2 separate regions of the Sus scrofa genome follow, and region 2 is linked to region 1. The links are chromatin contacts, called in public Hi-C maps. All regions are on one chromosome and are shown on one strand. The core of a region is the stretch at or near the end of the contact, and the rest is flanking DNA. Distances in the headings are between cores, read along the strand shown. Region 1 holds the start of CSNK1D (casein kinase I). Region 2 holds the start of CCDC57 (coiled-coil domain-containing protein 57).

The links. Hi-C and Micro-C count contacts between places; a contact is called where the count stands out from the background.
Region 2: a Hi-C map of alveolar macrophages shows a contact between it and region 1, with 2.7 times the contacts expected there. The contact joins the promoter of CCDC57 here to the promoter of CSNK1D in region 1. A contact is called at or near these places in 1 of 5 promoter capture datasets (liver), 14 of 47 Hi-C or Micro-C datasets (alveolar macrophages, blood, embryonic fibroblasts and 6 more) and 2 of 2 datasets of contacts at active chromatin or transcription factors (alveolar macrophages and skeletal muscle).

Annotation. Positions count from the first base shown.
Region 1 is chr12:765,965-772,187 of Sscrofa11.1, forward strand. It overlaps CSNK1D (casein kinase I), which reads left to right and starts at 2,892. Exons shown (of 10, transcript XM_021066360.1): 1 at 2,892-3,304. The coding sequence starts at 3,229.
Region 2 is chr12:814,464-820,706 of Sscrofa11.1, forward strand. It overlaps CCDC57 (coiled-coil domain-containing protein 57), which reads left to right and starts at 4,871. Exons shown (of 21, transcript XM_021066370.1): 1 at 4,871-5,667. The coding sequence starts at 5,043.

The DNA of each region.
Region 1 (6,223 bases), core at 1,642-4,141:
TCCTCGGAGGGCCCTCCCCTCCCCGAGGTCAAGAAGCAGCCGGTCTTTTCCTGCCTCTTTTCCTGCCGTCTAAACAAGACCCCAGCTTGTTTTCCCCATCAGGTCCCTCTCCTCCGCGCCCTCCCGAATGACAAGAGGAAATCCCTGGAGGATTCACTCCTGTGTCCTCCCCTCCTGCCCACCTGTCGTGAGACCTCAGAAGGAGTCTATCGTTGACTCCCCACCCCCAACTTCCGCTTTTTCAGCGCTAGCCACAGATGGATGGCCTGGCAGCAGCCCCTTCTACAGCAAGAATCCTCACTGAGAGCCTCCTTCCCCCGACCCCGCGAGATGTCACTACCTACTTCCACTCCGTGTCAGCCGCACGCAAGCACAGACACACAAACCATGTGTGTGTGCCCGTGTGTCCGTCTGCAGGATGCGTGTGCACATGTGAACTCACGAGTGCGCCCGAGGCCGTGCTGTGCCTCGTGCACCCGTCGCACACGTGTGGATACGAGCGCTGGGGGAGAGCCGGCAGAGGAGGCTGAGCACTTCTCCGTGGTCCCTGTACCTCTCTGCCTGGAGGCCTGGTTCTGTCTCATTCTCGTTTCCCAGGAGGCCTCTCTGGGCCCCTTCCTGGCTGGCCTCAGGGCATCCAAGTCGGGTGGTGTCTGCGCCGGCCCCTGCGTCCTGGGAGCGGCCAAGGCTGCTAGAATGTGCTCTCCCCCAGCCTCTGCAGGCTTCTAGTCACACAAGGCGCCGGAGGCCAGCCTGCCTCTTTTTCCTTTGTCAGCATCTGCTTTCTCAATAAAGTTTTGAAAACCTCTTCTTTCCCCATGGGGTGTAGGAGTTTTATCGGGCTGGGCCTGGGTTGGCCTGTCCTGGCTTCCCACGCCCGGGATCCCCCTTCGGCTCAGAAGGTGTTTGGTCATCTGTCCCACAGTCCTGGTCACACTCACCACCTGTCACCTGCCCCCTCTGGGTCTCTACCCTCGGCCGAGGTCCAAGCCTCGCATCTCCTCCTGGTGCCTGGCATCCTGGCGCTTTCCCTCTGTGGTGAGGTGGTCCTTCTGCCTGCACGTCCAGGTGTTCATCAATGGTGGCCTCTCCCTCCGGTCACTGGCTGACATTTTTCTAGTTCGGCTGCAAGGATTCCTTTGCGTGTGTGTGTGTGTGTGTGTGTGTGTGCACATCTCTGTTGGTTTTCTCTGTGGCGTGTGGGGGCCAGGTGTTCGCACTGCCTCCTCTGGCAGCTCTTCCTCTCGGACTCCTGGGCTCTGGCCCATGTCCCCTCCCATGTCACATGTGCCAGAAGAGGAGCCTGGGCACCTGTGGCCCCACCAGGGACGAGGACAAAGCCATCCTCTTGCCCTGGGCGGGCCCATCTGACGGCGCCTTCTGGGCGCCCCCTCCCCTGTGCCTGCGGGCTTCTCCACTGTCTAGGTTACAGAGTCAAGACACAGAAATAGCAAGACGCGGGCACGCAGCACAGCACCGTTGCAGCTGTCTGAAGCTCTGCCACGGAAAGCAAGAAAGATAGATAGGCGCCATTAAGAGGTATAAACAGGTATCTACAAAATAAGCTGTAAGGATATACTGTACAAGACAGAGAACGTAGCCAATATTTTATAATAACTACAAATGGAGTATAACTTTAAAAAATTTATGAATCCGGTGGTCACAATTTATGCAAATGACCCCACCCCTGCCCCATCATTTGGCTCTTGCCAGTGACCTGTGACTCCCTGCAGACAAAGAACTGGCCGACCAGGACCAGCCAGTTAGCTGAAGAGGCACAGAGGGAGGTCACGGGAGCTCAGTGGCAGAAACTACCAGAAGCCAGAGGAGGAAAGAGAATGGAAGCAGTGGCCGGGAGGTGCGAGGCCACTGTGACAGCAGCAGCAGCGGGGGGACCCCAGCAGCTCCCAGCCCCCACCAGGCCCAACAGACACATGCACACACACCAAGCTCCCTCCCCGAAGGGCCTGAACGGGAGAAGGGAGGAGCGTGCTTTCAGGACACGAGAAAATGCGAAGGTCTGCAGCCAGGCCCTGCGACCTCAGAGCACAGCACTTTGTTCATGCGTGGGCCTGGGGCATGACTGTGGGGTGGAGGCTTCTCTTTGGGGTGATGGAAAAGTGAAGTTGACTGTGACGATGGTTGCTACGTGCTAAAACCATTGACTCGCACACTCTGAATGGGCGCATTGTGGAGTTCTCGCAATGGCGGTGTGGGTTAAGCAGCCCACCGCAGTGGCTCCGGTGGCTGTGGAGGTGGCTGGTTGGATGCCCAGCCTGCTGCAGCGGCGTAAAGGATCTGGTATGGCCGTGTAGGTCACAGCTACCATTTAGATTCAATCCCTTGCTGGGAAACTTCCATATGCCGCTGGTGTGGCCATGAAATCTCTCTCTATATATGTCTATATATTTTCCACTGTGTGTCAGGCACAGGCTGGGTGTCAGCTTTGAGTCCGTGTGAGCTGGGACACTACTGAGGCTGTTGGCACCCAACAAAAAAGCGTACCTAGCACCTAGTGGAGGGAGCATATTACTCCCTGCAGGTGCCGGTGCAGGGAGGTGCCTACCCCCCCCTATAGGGCACTGCCTGGGAGCCTGTCCCAGGCCTGCAGCAAGGAAACGCTGGCTTCCCAGACAGCTGCAGGGAATCCTGCACGAGCCCATAGATCCTGCCGGCGGAAGGGGTCCAGGCGAGGGGCTCTGGGCCCTGGGCTGCTGCCAGAGGCAGGGGGCAAGGAGCGGGGGGAGGTGCCTGGCCGGGTGCGTCAGTGGATCGGGAGAACGCGGTCCCTACCCCTAGAGCTGCGCAGGCCCGCCCCCAGGCCCCGCCCCGCGGTCGCGATCGCCCCGCCCCGGCCGTCGCTTGGAGCCGCGGCCCCGCCCCGCCGGGTTGCTAGGGGAAGTGACGTCACAGCGCGATGGCGGCGGCTCCTTCAGGCCCCTGAAGGGGGATTTAGGCCCGGGAGATCCGAGTCCATCCGCGGCGGGGAGAGGGCGAACGGGGTTGGCGGAGGCCGGAGCAGGGGCGGCGGCGCCCGGACTGTCCCATCCGCCCCGTATTGAGGCGCTGGGAGCGGCAGGGCGGCCGGAAAGCGATGGTGAAAGCGGGGCCGTGAGGGGGGCGGAGCCGGCAGCCGGACCCGCAGTAGCGGCAGCAGCGGCGCCGCCTCCCCGAGCTCAGACCCAGGAAGCGGCCGGGAGGGCAGGAGCGAGCCGGGCCGCCGCCGCCATGGAGCTCAGAGTGGGGAACAGGTACCGGCTGGGCCGGAAGATCGGCAGCGGGTCCTTCGGAGACATCTATCTCGGTGAGGCGCCCCTCCCCCGGGCGCGGCCCCCAAACCGGCGCCCGGCCGCCGGGCTCCGCTCCGGCCGCCGCCCCGGCGACCCCGCCCCCGGCGGCCGGACCCCTGACTCGCCCCGGGGCCCTCACGGCTCGCGCCGCTCAGCTCCCCGGGCGGGAGCCTGCGGCCCCCCCGACCCGCGCCCCGGGGCAGCCGCCCCAGCCTGCCCGCGGCCTCCGGGACGGCCGGCGACCCCGCAGGCGACAAAGCGGTCGGCGGGCGTGCGGGCCCGCGTCCTGCGCCCTGCGGCCGGGCACGAGACGAGGTGAGGCTTGCGCGCTGCCCCTGGCGGTGCCCAGCCCCTCCGGCCGCGGAGCGCAGGTGCAGCGCGGGGCCGCGCGGGGGGCCCGTCGGGCGGTGGTGGGGTACGTGTTGCGCCTCCAAGTTGCAGCCTCTGTCCCTGGCCGTCAACCAGAACGACGCTCAGGCGACCCAGGACGAAGTCAGCGTTTAGGCGTGGGCTGAAGTAGAGGCAGGTCGAGTGGCGCAGCGCTACCCGGAGCTTGTCCTTTGCTGCGAAAGTTCTCGGGGTAGACGGGAAAACCTGGGGTTAGAATGTCCCGGATTGTTTGAGGTCTCCAGCGCAAGAAGGCTCGGATACACCCGTGTGCTAGAGGGTGGGCTTGGATCTTAAAGTTGGAAGTTTAAACAGAACTCAGCGGCATTCCTCGGAGGAACTGTGGGCCACTCGCTGCCACCCCCGCGTCGGGGCTGCCCAGCCCGGCACGCCTGCTGTGCGGCGGGACTGTCGTTGCGCAAGTTCGGGGTAAACATGCGCCCGTGGCGCAGCCCGCCCCGGGGCTTCCGTTCGGCTGCTGCGCTTGTCGCCGAGGGTCCCTGATGCTCCTGGTTATGCCTTTCAGATGGTCCCAAGTGTGCGAGCTCCCCGCCCCATCCTGGGCTCTCGTTACCTGGAGCGGGTGCGCGACCTCGGTGGGCTGGTGTGTAAGAGGAGCCCCCACTGAGGGAGTTGGGAACTGCTTTTGGTACCCTTACCCCACAGGGTACCTGTCCCTCCAGCATGTGCGCTGCTCTCCAAGTAGGATACACTTCAGAGACACTTGCATTTTACTACTTAAATATTTATGTCCAGTCGTCGGGAGCTGCCTTCTCAGCAGGGTTTTGGAGGCGAAGCGCTGGGTAAATGCAAGCTGTTTGCCTTATTTATAGAACAATAGATTTTGGCAAAAGTTTTAACCTAGGATCTAGGAGCTGTACTCCAGAACCGATCCATTAGCCGCCTTTCCACAGATAAGAAAAAGATATTTTGAAGCTTTTTGTTCTCCTTTCTGAGACTTTGCCAGACGGCTGCTTTCTGAAGCTGCTTTTGGACGCTCAAGTGGAGGAATGTTGTGACCAAGACATTCACCAATATGGGAGCTTCGTGGGAGACACCGAAGGCCTGTCCCCAGCTGTGTCCTCCGGGCCTCACCTTGTGATGGACGCACCAGTGGTGCTTGATACAGATCGGGCTTGCCGGCCTCAGAGGGGTCTGTCCTCAGTCTCCTCCACCTTGACTCTAAGAGGGCCGGACCTGAGGCTCGGGAACCCCCGTCAGGCGTGCCGTGAGGCCCACCTATTGGAATAGACTTTGACTGACTTGTGTGGCGTTCGCACAACTGATTTATTTTCTGTCACCGTTGGCTCTTGTCCCATATGGTGGTCCCTTCAGGCTGCCTGCGACCCCACAGAAGAGCCGCAAAGTGGTCTCGTTAGATTAAGATGTAGCGGGAAGGCGGGTCTGAGGAAGCTCACATATACTGTGGTTAAGGGTGGAAGAGGGCAGATCCGCCACGAAGACCACGTGATGGAGTGAGTTGTCTATATCACGGGTGTTTTCTGTTTGTTAGGAGACTAATTAGGTAAGGAATTGGGTCCTCATCTTAAAAATCAGTATGTTCTCCGTATCCTGGCGTGACAGTTAAAACCACGCCTAGTACTGTCCCTTCGCCCTAGTGTCAGAAGGCTCCTGACTCCTCCAGGTAGGTTCACCTTGTCTTTAGGCCTGGGGTTTGGGGTCCTGAATTTCCACCTGAGACTTTCTGGTGCTTTCAGGTATTTGAGGTGGGAGGAAAGAAAGCTTGTTCAGCTTGCCAAGTGCCTCCTGGACCCAGAAAGCCCAGTGTTGCCCTCCCTTCTCAGCGGCCTGCTGTGCTGACGTGGGCAAGCGGCACTGTGCCCTGCCAGCTTGTTCCAGTCCTTCCCAAACACGTGAGCCCCTATTCTTAGGGAACTGTTCTCCCCCCGCCCCCCGTCACGATTGGCGGGATGGAGGTTTCCTTCCTACCAGTTCTTGGCACTTGGGCTCGCGCCTTTCGCTCCATCAGTTCACTGGGGATGGCCTCTCCTGTCCAGACGTTACCCAGCCGGACTGTGTCTGTGGCTTCATCACGGACACAGGTGCCTGTTGGGAAGGAAGGAAAGCTTAGTACTCGCTGACGGTGCTTCTCTGCAGTGGACCTAGCTGGATGTCTGGCGCGTAGTAGGGCTTCTGAAGTGCTGGCCGGCTGGCTGTCAGAAGAGGAGAGCAGTTAGCTGCCTGCATGCTCAGCTTGAGCTTTCGTCGTTTTCTGTCTGTGTTCTCAGGGTGGTTTCTGGTGAGAAGTCACCAGACTCTGTCAGCTGTCTCGTCAGTGGTTGCCCTGCGAGAATGACCTTTGCCCTGCTGTTCAGAGGCCTCTCCCTGTTTCTTCGCGATAAGACAGGCATCCGTGGGAGTTACCTTTCTGTCCCAGGACAGGGTCCTGCTGGGGGTTAAGTTCAGGTAATTTACCATCTGCCTTTGCGCAGCTTGAGAGATGGAATTTTGTCTTCCTAGGACCAGCCTTAGCCTGTGTCTGACGTAGCCGGACGTCTCTGCTTAGTGAGGAGGACTCCTGTGTG
Region 2 (6,243 bases), core at 3,621-6,120, 50 kb after region 1:
CTGTCCTTTCGTGCTGCTCACCAGCCGGAGCCTCCCACCTCCCTCTTTGCTCCCTGTGTCCACACCCCTCCTCTCCCTGAAGCCTCCTGGACCTTCCAGCCATGGGCCCCACTGCCCACGCCTCCCCTCCTGCCGGAAGCCGCCCAGGTCAGGCGCCCAGCAGACAGCCGCTCTGCTGGCTTCCTACAGGCCCGTTCTTCCTCGGGGTCTCCTCCCCGTGCACCCCCACCCCGCAGCCTGCCGCTGTCTGCCCCCACCAGCCGTGGCCTGAGGGAGGTGTTGCTAAGAGCGGTGGAGCGGCCAGGCAGGGAAGGACTGGGGACAGAGTCTGTTGAGGGTGGGCTGCGGGGGCCCCTCTGCTGGTGGGCCTGGCCCAGGCTGGCCCTTCGCGATGACCAGTGGGGATTTCAGGAACTGGCGCCTCCACGCATGGTCCGGCCTCCTCGCCACCCTGCAGCCCGTGCCCTGTGCCACGGCTGGAGGGAGCCTCCCATCCCGCTCCTGGCCCAGGCCTCCACCTGCTGGCCCAGGCCACCGTTGAGGCATCCGCTGCTCAGGTGGGCTGCCCGGTGGCCCCGGTAACTTAGCCCACGCTCTTGGCCCTGACCTCCCGCTCACTGGGGATCTTCGTACCTGCTGAGGGCTGAGCCAGCTGTGGGCCCCCTTGTTTCCCGACTTCGCTCTCTAGGGATCAGGCTCGCTCACCCGGGCTGCCCGCTTCCAGGTGGCACCTGGAGTTACAGCTCCCCACTAACCCCCTAATCTCAGCCCCAGGGGACAGAGGTTGTAGCCCCTGCCCGGCACACGGAAACCCTGGAAGGTTCTCCTGAGGTGCAGGGTGGGAGTCGCAGCCCGCGCCCCCTTCCACCTTCACCACGTCCCTTCCAGGAGTGCTGTCCAGGCCAGCTGGGGGTTGCAGCCAGGCCTTGGCCTTGGCCAGCAGCCAGCCAGGGAGCCACCGTGGGGCGGAGGGACGGGGCTGGGGCTGGGCTGTGTGCCAGCTGCCGGGAGGCCGAGGCCTTGCCCAACCTTCCTGCGCCGACCGCAGCGCTCGGCTCCCAGTGACTCAGCACAGCGAGCGCGGCCCAGGGCCTGGGGGAGCCGGGAGAGGGTGGCCCAGTCAGGAAGGCGTCCTGTCCCCACTGTGCTTGGCCGCTGCCCCCACCCCCACCCCCCCCGCCCCTGTTTCACCCCGGAGGGTGGACCTCATGGCCTCTGGGGATTCGGTGACAGGCAAACTCTCCAGGAGCCCCCAGGCCCCAGAACCCCCTCGCAGGCTGCGGTGGGGGCACCAGCGTCCTGCGCAGTACCGTGTGGGGCTACACTGACCTGCAAGGCGCAGCCCCTCCTGGTGCCCACCTGCGAGCATCCCGTGTCCATGGTCCAGGCCTTGACCTCTAGGATATGGCCACACTGGGCTCCCTGGTCCCCTCTCCTGTCCCTTCCAGGATTACTGACCTTCCCACCAAAGTCCCTTCCTGGCTGTGGGGCCGTGAGGATGCCCCCCCCACCAGTCTTTCTTCCCCCTGACCCCCCCCCCCCCCCCCCCCCCGGTTTGCAGGCAGCAGGGAATCTTCCGGCCGATCGGCCACAACCTGGCACCTGTAGAGGTGAAAGACATCTCCCACTGGAGCCCCCTGCTGGTTGCTGTTTCCTCCGGCCCCACCAGGGGTTTGCCCTTCTGAGGCTCAGAAGGACACGCAGAGGCCCAGGTGGCAGCCCGGCCTTTCCTGCCCTGGGGCCTGTGAACCAGTGGAGCGGCCATTGCAGGCGCCCTCCTAACCCGAGGGGGAACTGACCTGCTCGTGGCCACGCAGGTCGGTGCCAAGCCTGCCCCACCCAGATCCTGTGTTCCCAGCACCGTGAGCCCTGAGGCCAAAGACCGGAGGAAGGTCCTGAAGTCACAGGCAGTCCAAGCGGGGCCTCCTGGGCCCGCCCCTGGCGCTCCCCACATCCTCCGTCCCGGGGGACCTCCAGCTGCCAGGCCAGGCTGCCCACCCAGGGCTCCCTCGATGGCCACCAAGGTCAGGCTCTGTTCTGTCCCCTGATGGGCACTGTCCTGGTTTCTGCCCCCACAACCACCCAGCCTGCCCCCCGTGTCAGCGTTGGCTCTGGGCTTGGGCGCGGGGCCTGCTGATGGGCGCAGGCTGGTAGCTTCGGCCACGCCTGGACCCCAGCCTCGGGTTCCCCATCTGTGAGGTGACTCTGAGGGGGCGATGAGACAGGGCAGCAGGGCCCCCCAGGGCAAGCCGGGGAGGTCCCGGCCGGGCGCTGGGCCGCCGTCAGGGCTGCTGCGTGTTGCTGCTCCCGCACCAGCAGGAGCTGGCGGCCTGGGGCGCGCAGTCAGCCGGGTCCTGGCTACACCGGTCGCGAGGGGGCTGGGCAGGCCCTCAGCAGCCACTGTCCTGTCTCGCATCTGTGACGGTGACCTCAGGGTGGCCTGAGGGAGGCTGGCCTGGCCAAAGCCGCCTGACCGCCTCAGGGGTGGTCTCTTCCAGAGCATTCGGTCCCAGTGCCGTGGGGCGAGCTTCACGGCCGTGGGGCGACCCAGGTGGAGTCGGTGAGGCAGAGGTCACGCTGGAGCAGGGTGGGGACCTGCGTCCGTGGGAAAGAACATGCGAGACGGCAGGGGGGAGGGAGGCCGTGGGGTGACGCCTCTGCCGCTGAGGGAGGAGGCGGGTCAGGGTCCCAGCGGGGCCTTGGGCGGGACCAGAGCCCCACAGGCACCTTGACTGCGGCTTGTGGCCTCCAGAGCTGCTGCCTCAAGCCCTGGCCTGTGGTTCCTGTCACTGCTACCACAGGACAGACGCATGGCCAGCCAGCCCTGGGCATCGGGGGAGGGGGGGTGCGGCAGGCCGGCCGGAGGTCACCCGGCTTGCAGGGGGGCAGAGGGCATTCTGGGCAGAGCGGGAAGGGTGTGGGTCTGCCTGGACCCGTGTGGTGACAGGGCAGGGAGCCGGGCAGAGAGCAGTCAGAGCAGAAACGAGGGCCCACTGTGCGTTGCTGCCGGCCTTGGCCTTGTGGGCTCAGCGGACAGGAGCCCCTGATGGCCAGGGGGCCACTGGGTGGGAGGTCACTGAAGGCTGGTCAGGTGAGCGGGGTGTGAGGGGCCTGCCCGGGGACTGGGCAGTACAGAGGCGCCGGGCACTCAAGGCAGTGAGATGGGCAGAGACGGCCCATGCCAGGGCCTGGTGTCAGCATGTCCCTTCTCCACCCCCACTGGGCTCCTGGATGTGAGGCACAGGTAAGGGGCCGGGCTCCAGAGCCCCAGAACTCCAGATGGAAGACCTTGGAGGGGCTACGGGGCCGGCCAGGAGTGACGAGGCCCCTTGGAGGGTGGCGACCCCACCACCACCGCTGGTTCTGCTGTTCTGTGGCTGTGTGACGCCCGGGCGCAGGTGTGTGTGCCACATCTCTCTGGGCCTGGCCCCTCAGAAGCCTTAGGTGGGGCTAGGTGAGGGAGTCAGAGGTTCTGGGATGCTGGGCAGTTGAAGTGGTGGGAGCTGGCCCTGCCGCGGGAAGCAAGGCCACGCTCCACCTGGGCTACCCTTGGGATTCGTGCTAGGGTCGGAGTCTGGGTTGGCGTTAGTGGGGGCTTCTGCGGGGACAGGGCTCTGCTGGGGTGGGTCTCAGGGCATGGACGGTGAGGTACAGAGCCTGTGTTCATTGTTCCTGTTTATCTTTATTCAAAGGAGCACGTCCTCTGGCCCCTCGGCTTTGCATAGACACACCCCAGAGCCCCTTCCCCGGGGCTGAACCAGCCCTTGTGTAGCTTCTGATCCTCAAATCCATGGGCATCCACTGGGCGTTGTCCCTGCTTTATGAAGAAGCAGAGTCCCAGAAAGTTGTAATAAGGCTGAAGCAGAGCTAGGATTTAAAAAAATGTATTGGGAGTTCCCGTCATGGCGCAGCAGAAATGAATCCGACTAGGAACCACGAGGTTGTGGGTTCCATCCCTGGCCTCATTCAGTGGGTTAAGGATCTGACGTTGCTGTGGGCTGTGGTGTAGGTTGCAGACTCAGCTCGGATTCTGCGTGGCTGTGGCTGTGGCGTAGGCCAGCAGCTGTAGCTCTGATTCGACCCCTAGCCCGGGAACTTCTATATGCCGCTGGTGCGGCCCTAAAAGGCAAAAAAATAAAATTAAATTAAAGAAATGTTTACTATTGTTGATTTACCATGTTCCACCGATTTCTGCTGTACAGCAAGTGCCCAGTTATACGCATACATACATTCTTTTCCCACATTATCCTCCATCAGGTTCCGTCGCAAGTGATCAGATGCAGCTCCCTGTGCTGTGCAGCAGGATCTCATTGCTTATCCACTCCCAGTGCGACCGTTTGCATCTACTAACCCCAAACCCCCAGTCCCCGCCATCCCCTCCTCTTGGCAACCACAAGTAGAACTAGGACTCGAACCAGGACTGTCAGGCAGGTAACCAGGTCTGGAGGCAGCAAGGTTGCCCAGGGCCTGAAGGATGTAGGTTAAAGGTCGTGGGAACCTTTTGTGGCTCCTCCAGGCAGGCCGAGCTGTTTTCACCTGCTCTCTGCACCCATAGGCTCACACCTTCCACTTTCCACGGGTCTTGAATTATTGATCTGCCTGATATTTAATACCCCCTGGACTTCCCTCAAGAGCTGCCTCCTAAAGCAGAGCCGTTCTTACTGTCAGCCAGGTTGGGATGCTCATCCAGGAGTGGCAGGACCAGCTTGGGGACTGCCCTGGGCTGCCAGAAGGCTGCCAGGGTGGAGAAAACACCGTTGGAGAGGAGGGACTGGACCCAAGACTGTGTCCCCCCCCACCCCTCTGTGCCCATCCTTGCCCGGAGCCCTGTGGTGCCACTGGCGGGGAGGCTGAGCGTGGGTGTCTCCATTGGTTGGGACAGCTGCCTTCCCTTCAGCCTGGGTGGAACCTCGGATGCTGGGGAGGGTGTCCCTAAGCACGGGTGGGGGCCTTGGCGTAAAGTTTGCTTGTTGCCTCTGTGAGAGTTTTTTTTTTCTTTTTTTAACTCTTAATTGAACACATTAACACCAAACGCACAGGTTATGAGGGCACACAAACTCAAGAATCCAAACAAGCCAAGCACACTGTGCAACACAGCTCCGAACAAAGGGCATCCCCCGCTCTGCACCAGCGGCCAGCGGCCTCGCCCGGGATGCCGTGTCGGCCTCTTCTACGGCTGGAGGAGCCACGCTGCAGGGAGAGACGCCCCACGTCCTGTGGGCCCGGGCGTTCGCCCCGCGGTAACTGTGCTCCAGCCCACGTGCAGCCCCAGGACCCCCACGCCCCTCGCATCCCGGGCCCCACCGCTGCCAGGTCCAGTCCCGCCCCGCCCCGTCCGGAGCCACCAACAGCCCGGGGCTACGAGGCGGGCGGGATCGCGGAGTCCCGCTGGGCGAGGGAGGACCGTCCCTGCGAGGAGCCTCGGCCGCCGCCCGTCCACCCCAGGACCCCGGGCCCTGGATAGTCCGAGGCCTTCCTCCCTGGGCGGATCCGCCCGAGTCCGGTGGGAGGAGGGGGCGGGAGGAGCCCGGAACCCGGCGCCGGAGCTCGCGTTTCTGGCCGGCGGGACCCGAGCGCTGCACCGAGCGCGCCCGGACCTCGGCCGACGGACTCAGGTCACCATGGCAACGCGGCGGGACCAGAGGCTGCTCGCGGCTGGCGTTCCGGGTGAGGCGCGGGCGCGGGCGCGGGCGGTGCAGGGCTTGGGGGACCGCAGCGCGGGAGGGCGCGGCCTCTCGGGCCACCTGTTGCGGGTGTCGTGCTTTCCTTGGAAAACCGGAGTCGTGCCGGCCCACCGTGCGTGGCTGGGTGCGCGATTGGTGCTGGCCTGCGGAGCCCTGTTCACCGAGCTAGGGCTGTTCCCTGCTCATCTGTTCCCTGCAGCGCCCGGCCGGCCGCCGGGGTCGGGGCACTGGAGGCGTTCGTGGGCGTCGCGCTTTGTTTTGGGAACTCGCGGTTCCCTAACTCGCCCCTACCAGGTGCCTGAAGAGCGGGGCGCTGCGGAGCCGAGAGGCTTTGCCGGGTTCCGCAGCGGGTTCCGCAGCCGGTTCCGCAGCCGGCGAGCTCGGGTCCAAGGCCAGGCAGGCTGGTCCAGAGTGATTCTTTGTTATTTGAGACTCACATACAAGTTGCAAAAGTCTAAATATACAGGATTTATTCAAACTCAGCAGTTATCTTGCGACGACTTTACCTGTTTACAGAATCCAAGCTAGGACCATCCGTGTTTTCTTCGTTTTCTCATTC